Linked DNA regions of Oryctolagus cuniculus: region 2 is linked to region 1. The links are chromatin contacts, called in public Micro-C maps. All regions are on one chromosome and are shown on one strand. Each heading gives the region's core, a stretch centred on a gene start, on an enhancer-like site or on the middle of the called end of the contact. The rest is flanking DNA. Distances are from core to core; before and after follow the strand shown. Region 1 holds the start of ARID5B (AT-rich interaction domain 5B). Region 2 overlaps ARID5B (AT-rich interaction domain 5B).

Evidence for each region. Hi-C and Micro-C count contacts between places; a contact is called where the count stands out from the background.
Region 2: a contact with region 1 is called in a Micro-C map of ear pinna, with 10 times the contacts expected there. The contact joins the enhancer-like site here to the promoter of ARID5B in region 1. A contact is called at or near these places in 2 of 6 Hi-C or Micro-C datasets (ear pinna and skin fibroblasts).

What each region holds. Positions count from the first base shown.
Region 1 is chr15:54,339,803-54,342,502 of mOryCun1.1, forward strand. ARID5B (AT-rich interaction domain 5B) reads left to right here and starts at 1,315. Exons shown (of 10, transcript XM_002718470.5): 1 at 1,315-1,543; 2 at 2,000-2,254. The coding sequence starts at 1,523. It overlaps LOC138845367 (a long non-coding RNA gene), which reads right to left. Exons shown (of 2, transcript XR_011382411.1): 2 at 633-1,320.
Region 2 is chr15:54,420,910-54,423,609 of mOryCun1.1, forward strand. All of the region lies in intron 3 of ARID5B (AT-rich interaction domain 5B), which reads left to right. Among named protein-coding and RNA genes, the nearest start is that of ARID5B, 81 kb to the left of the region's middle. Within about 2 kb of position 1,297, at least 2 of the 8 cell types and tissues checked have an H3K27ac peak or open chromatin away from gene starts, as enhancers often do. A contact at or near this core is called in ear pinna, where this site is marked.

The DNA of each region.
Region 1 (2,700 bases), core at 65-2,564:
TTGGAAAGATTGGTGCCAATATAATAAAATCCGAGGCAGGGGTGGGGGGTGTGGGGGGGAGGGAGTGTGTTGGGAGGAGTGGGAGGAGAGCGGCGAAGGGGGTGGGGGAACGTGGGGGAAGCGAGTACACCATTTTACATCAACACTGCGAAAATGCAATCTAGCCTGGCGGAGGACCGGCAGCTGGGTCGGAGCGAGCGAGGGCTTTGCAGTCTCTCTGCCTGTTCCTTGTTCTGTCGCTCTTAAGTTTCTCTGTGTTTGCATAATAGCCGTGCATGCAAACCTCGCAATGCTCCAGGGCTCCAGAACAATAAATATACACATTTAAAGCCTTTATTGTCTTACGGTTCATGCCCCCGGTTTTCAACAGCTTAATTTCTGGTTGTATTTAACTAGTTTGCAAATGGATTTTTTTTTTCAGTTTCAAACTATTATTGAGGAAGCTCCCCTCCCTTTTTTGGCGGGGGAGGGGTTGGGGGTGGGGTAGGAGTCGGTATATTATTCCTGTAGCGCTGGGTTATATAAACACATTATCATTTGAGAGCGCCCTTGGCGTCCATCAGCATTGTAAACACGTACTAGTGTATATACTTCAAAATTAAAGAATGCACACGCAGAACCGGGAGCCTGAATTCATATTCCGAGCAGACTCGCTGCTCGCATTTATTGATTTATCATGCATCGTTTATTGTTCCAGTCCCTAAATGCAGTCGCTGTCCGTTCAATATTGTTTGCAAAATCCTGAGATGTGTGTGCATTGCTCACTTGTCTTTCTGTTATTTTTTTTGGCTTAGTATTTTTTTTGCGAAGCGAACAAATGCATTAATATTTATATGTTTATATAATCGATAACCCACTTTCCCCTCCATGTAAATAGGCATCAAAAGATAATTTAACAGATTAGTTCTCGAAAACATGGCAGTGAGGAAGCGTAATTTAACTATCAAACAAATCTACATGTCTAATAACAGCAAATCTGCTAAGGAGCATTAGAAAGAGGAGCAGCGCCCCGGAATCTCTGCAGGAAATGTTCTTTATATTAGACATATACAAGCAGGTCCTGTCAGATACACCGCAGAGCTCGCCAGCCCTCCTCTCCTCCAAAAATCTCATCCGACGATCCACGCAGACAGGCGCTTTTGGAAAGAGGGAGATCTCATCTTCCAGCAGTTTTAGGGTGGAATTTATTTTTACAAATCTTCCTAGCCGCTTTTTGCCTTGATCCATCCGCTTCCCGCCGAGATCGGACTGAGCCTTCCTTCCGATTATGAATTTGATCACCTCATCTTTGGCAGGAAAGGCACATAGTTCTGACAGGAGCTGAAAATTGAGTCGTCAGAGAAATATTAGGACATATTTTCAATCATTTTGGTGCCGAAGGGGAGGCAAGAGCTCAGTTTTATATTGAGACATTACGCCGGCTGAAGGCAGAGAATGCTTTTCCCTGCCAGGACCTGATGCAATCCATTCAAGCCAACAAGTTTGGAGAGAATGTTGAGTTCAATCAATTCAGAACGTCGAGATGGAGCCCAACTCACTCCAGGTATTTCGCTCTCCTCCGCTCCTCCGATCCCGGCACCCCCCGGCACCCCCCGGCCCCCCAGCTCACCCACACCTCTGCACCCACCCACACCCCCCACAAACTTTTCACCAAACTTTTACCCTCTACATCCACCAAAATCATTTTTATTGTTTAAAAAAAAAAAAAAAGCCCTGCACCGATCATACATACATAATGTAATTTCACCGCCTCAGATGGGGAGGTGGGGAGGGGAGGTGGTGGGGGGGCCTCGGAGTTTGGTTTTTTTTTTTTTTTTTTTTTTTTTTTTTTTTAGGGAGGCAGAAAATTTGTGGGCTTTATTATGTTTCCACCCAGTATTCTATCTGTGGGTTCGTCTTATTAAGAGTGTGGATGTCTGTGTATAAATGTGTCTGGGGATAGATGTTTGTGCTCTGATGGCTACATTATTTATTTGGTGCTTTTTTTTTCCCCCTGCAGTGGGTCGGCTCACCGTGTGGCTTGCACGGACCTTACATTTTCTACAAGGCTTTTCAATTCCACCTTGAAGGCAAACCAAGAATTTTGTCCCTTGGCGACTTTTTCTTTGTAAGATGTACGCCAAAGGATCCGATTTGCATAGCGGAGCTCCAGCTGTTGTGGGAAGAGAGGACCAGCCGGCAACTTTTATCCAGCTCTAAACTTTATTTCCTCCCAGAAGACACTCCCCAGGGCAGAAATAGCGACCATGGCGAGGTGGTAAACCTATCTCTCCCTCTCTTCTTTCTTTATTATCCCCCCCCCCCAAGTAATGCTTATTACAGGGCAAGCTTGAAAATACTGTATTCACTTCTGCAGGCGAGCAGGATCGACTGTTTTTTTAAAGGGGTAGCGCCACTAGCTGGGGCTCGAGTATTTTGCCATTGTCAGAGTTTGGCTGTCAGCTTTACAAAGAGGATCCAACTGCTGATTTTAGTCAAGATCAAATAACTTGTTCGAGAAGGGTTTTGTTCAAGGGTGTGTGTGTGTGTGTGTGTGTGTGTGATCGTTCGCTCTCCGGCTACTGCCGCTGGAACATCACATGCTTTTTGTATTTCTTTTTTTTTTTTTCTTTTTCTTTTTGCCTTTTGAAAATTTTTTACCTTCGAGTCTGACTCGATCGGGGCCCGGTGGATTTCTTTCGGTGGGTTTCGATATTGTTC
Region 2 (2,700 bases), core at 47-2,546, 81 kb after region 1:
GAGTGGGTATCTGGCACCTTGGTTAAGATAACACTTGGAATGCCCCCCCCCCATCCCATGTCAGAGTGCTTGGGCTCAAGTCCTGGCTCCACTTGGATTTCAGCTTCCTGCTAATATGCTTTATGAGAGGCAGCAGATGCTAGCTCAATAAGTTGGTCCCTGACACCTGTGTGGGAGATCTGGCTTGAGTTCCAAGCACCTGGCTTTGGCCTGTCCCGACTGTAGCAGCTGCAGGCAATTAGGGAGTGAATCAGTAGATGGAACAGCTCGCTTTCACTCTTCTTTCAAATATATAAAACATTTAAAACTTTTTTTTAATTTGAACACTTTAAATGAATTTTATGATATGTGAATTATATTTCAGTAATACTATTACCAAAAGACATAAGGCTGATTATATGCTTCTATTATTTCATACCTCCCTTTTTTTTTAACTTAACAGAAGTTAAGCATGGCCTGAAATGTTGTTTCACTTAATTTAATTATTTTTAATATCCACACAATTTTAGTGAAAATTGAAGTACTATTCTACATACGTACCAACATACACACAGTTTTGTATGCAGTTATGTGTGTGTGTGTGTGTGTGTGCGTATAGAATGCCTTCTAGGTGCTAGATGTTAGTATTTATCAGTCCAACATTATTTGGTGATTAAGTTTCTATACACACTTTTTTTTCCTGGTATAAATCATGGTGGTAATGATTAGATTTAGCCTGATTAGTGCTGACTATTTGTGAAATAATCATGTCTGTAAACATCATGACAGATAGTGATTTACCATCTTGTAAATGCCTGAATTCTGCACACACAGAGGGGCTGATATGTGGGAGTCAGTCATTCTGCTGTTGATTTGTCTAGTACCACACCTCAGTCAGGTTTATTTGTGAGTTTGGGATTCAGGAGCATATCTTAAGTGTCAAGGGCTTATCCAACTGCTATGGTAACCGCATTGTGATTCTTGGGACAATGACAGACATGGAGTTACAACTTAAAAAATAAAAAGCCATGTTGATATTTCTAGGAGAAAGATAACGGAAGTGGATATAATTTTTAAGGCCTGTTGTGCTAGTGATTGAGCTTCTCTGTTAGCAATCTTGACATGGTAACTGTAGCCCCTGATTGGATCTTAGCGGTAGGTTCTTGTAAACCAGGAGAGAACTGAGTTTAAATAACTCCAGGCCGGTATGCTAGTCTTACCTGGGTCACTAGCAAATAAATGAATGTCTAAATTAATCTCTGAGAAAACTTGTGTTATAATTTGAGCGTAGGAAAAATATTGTCTAGGCCCTGGCTCCTGGATGTCCCCTGGATTCCTCATGTTTCCGCCAGATATTGAGTCTCATTTATACCCAGAGTAAATGGCTGACTAGAGGGTAAAGGCTAATCCATGTGAAGGGCAGACAAGGTACATCAGACCTCGAAGAATGCGGTCACAATTTATACAAAGTGAGGATCAGTCTGGCCTTGAGATCTCACCGGTAGATAGACTTATTGTGCAATCCCTGTCTTGTGTGACATTTAAATTTGGCTGAGTCGAGCCATATGGAAATCAGATGCAAAATTCTCAAGATGAAATCCAGAGTGGCTCCTGAATGTGGCTTAGAATTCAGTGGCCATTTGGGAGAACCTTGGCGGCGGAGCTGGCTTGCTTCCCAGTGGGTTCATTCGTTACTCCGAGTGATGGCAGTGTTTGGTTTTAATTTAGCTTTGTGTTGTTTTCTTTTCTGAGCGATGAAGCAACAGTAAGGGCAACTCTGATATTAACATGTTAATACATATTTTTATATTTGCGTATCTCCATCTATTTTAAGTAACTTGCTTGCTGTTGGAAACAGCTGGTTAAAACTCTGGGTTCTGCATTTGAAACATTCTTTGTTCTGTTTGCAACCATGCACTGATATATTTTCCCACATTTTCTTTTTGTTAAGTTCTCCAGTGATGTTTTTGTTGCCTATCCTGGGAAGATCTGTGTTTCCATTTATCAAAACAAATGGCAAGCTGGGGACCATTTAAAGTAGTTTTTTTAGTTAATAAAGCCAATCTCCTTGTTCTGTTATGTTAAAAGTACATTATCTTTTTATTGCCAGTTCTGTATGACTAGGCCTGTTTTCTGTCTTAGCAATCTCAGGGCTGCCCCCACTTGCTTACTGTGTAGAGAATTACAAAATCATTAAGGGTGGGGCAGCACCAGCTGACTTACAGTACAAACCATTTCTCAAAATAACCACAACAGTGCAATACTGATGTGTAATTTACGTCACAGTATGTTTTTATGAAATAGTTTGTGGCATTTTCACTTCTATTCCGGATGGAATCTTGTTCTCTCTCCCTTTTAATCAGGCATTTAATTTATTTTTATTAATAATATTTTCCACTCCTTGTCTTGGCATGCCTCCAATTTAACAGCTTTGATGAGAAGGGGAAAAAATACAAGAAATCCAACTGACCTGCCCCTACCCCAACCCTCCAGCATCAGTTTAAGTGCGAATGTATTTTCTCCTGTGCTATGTACTAATTTTGGGTACTAAGCTTACTGCTTTGAGAGAGACCTTGAAATATGGTTGGACTTGTTACCATTTTACACAAAGCTACAGTCACAAATTGATAAAGCTGATGTACAACTTCGGCATTTTAAACACTTTCAACCAATTCAAACTATTTAGTCATATGTACTGCTGCATTTTCCTTTTACAAATGT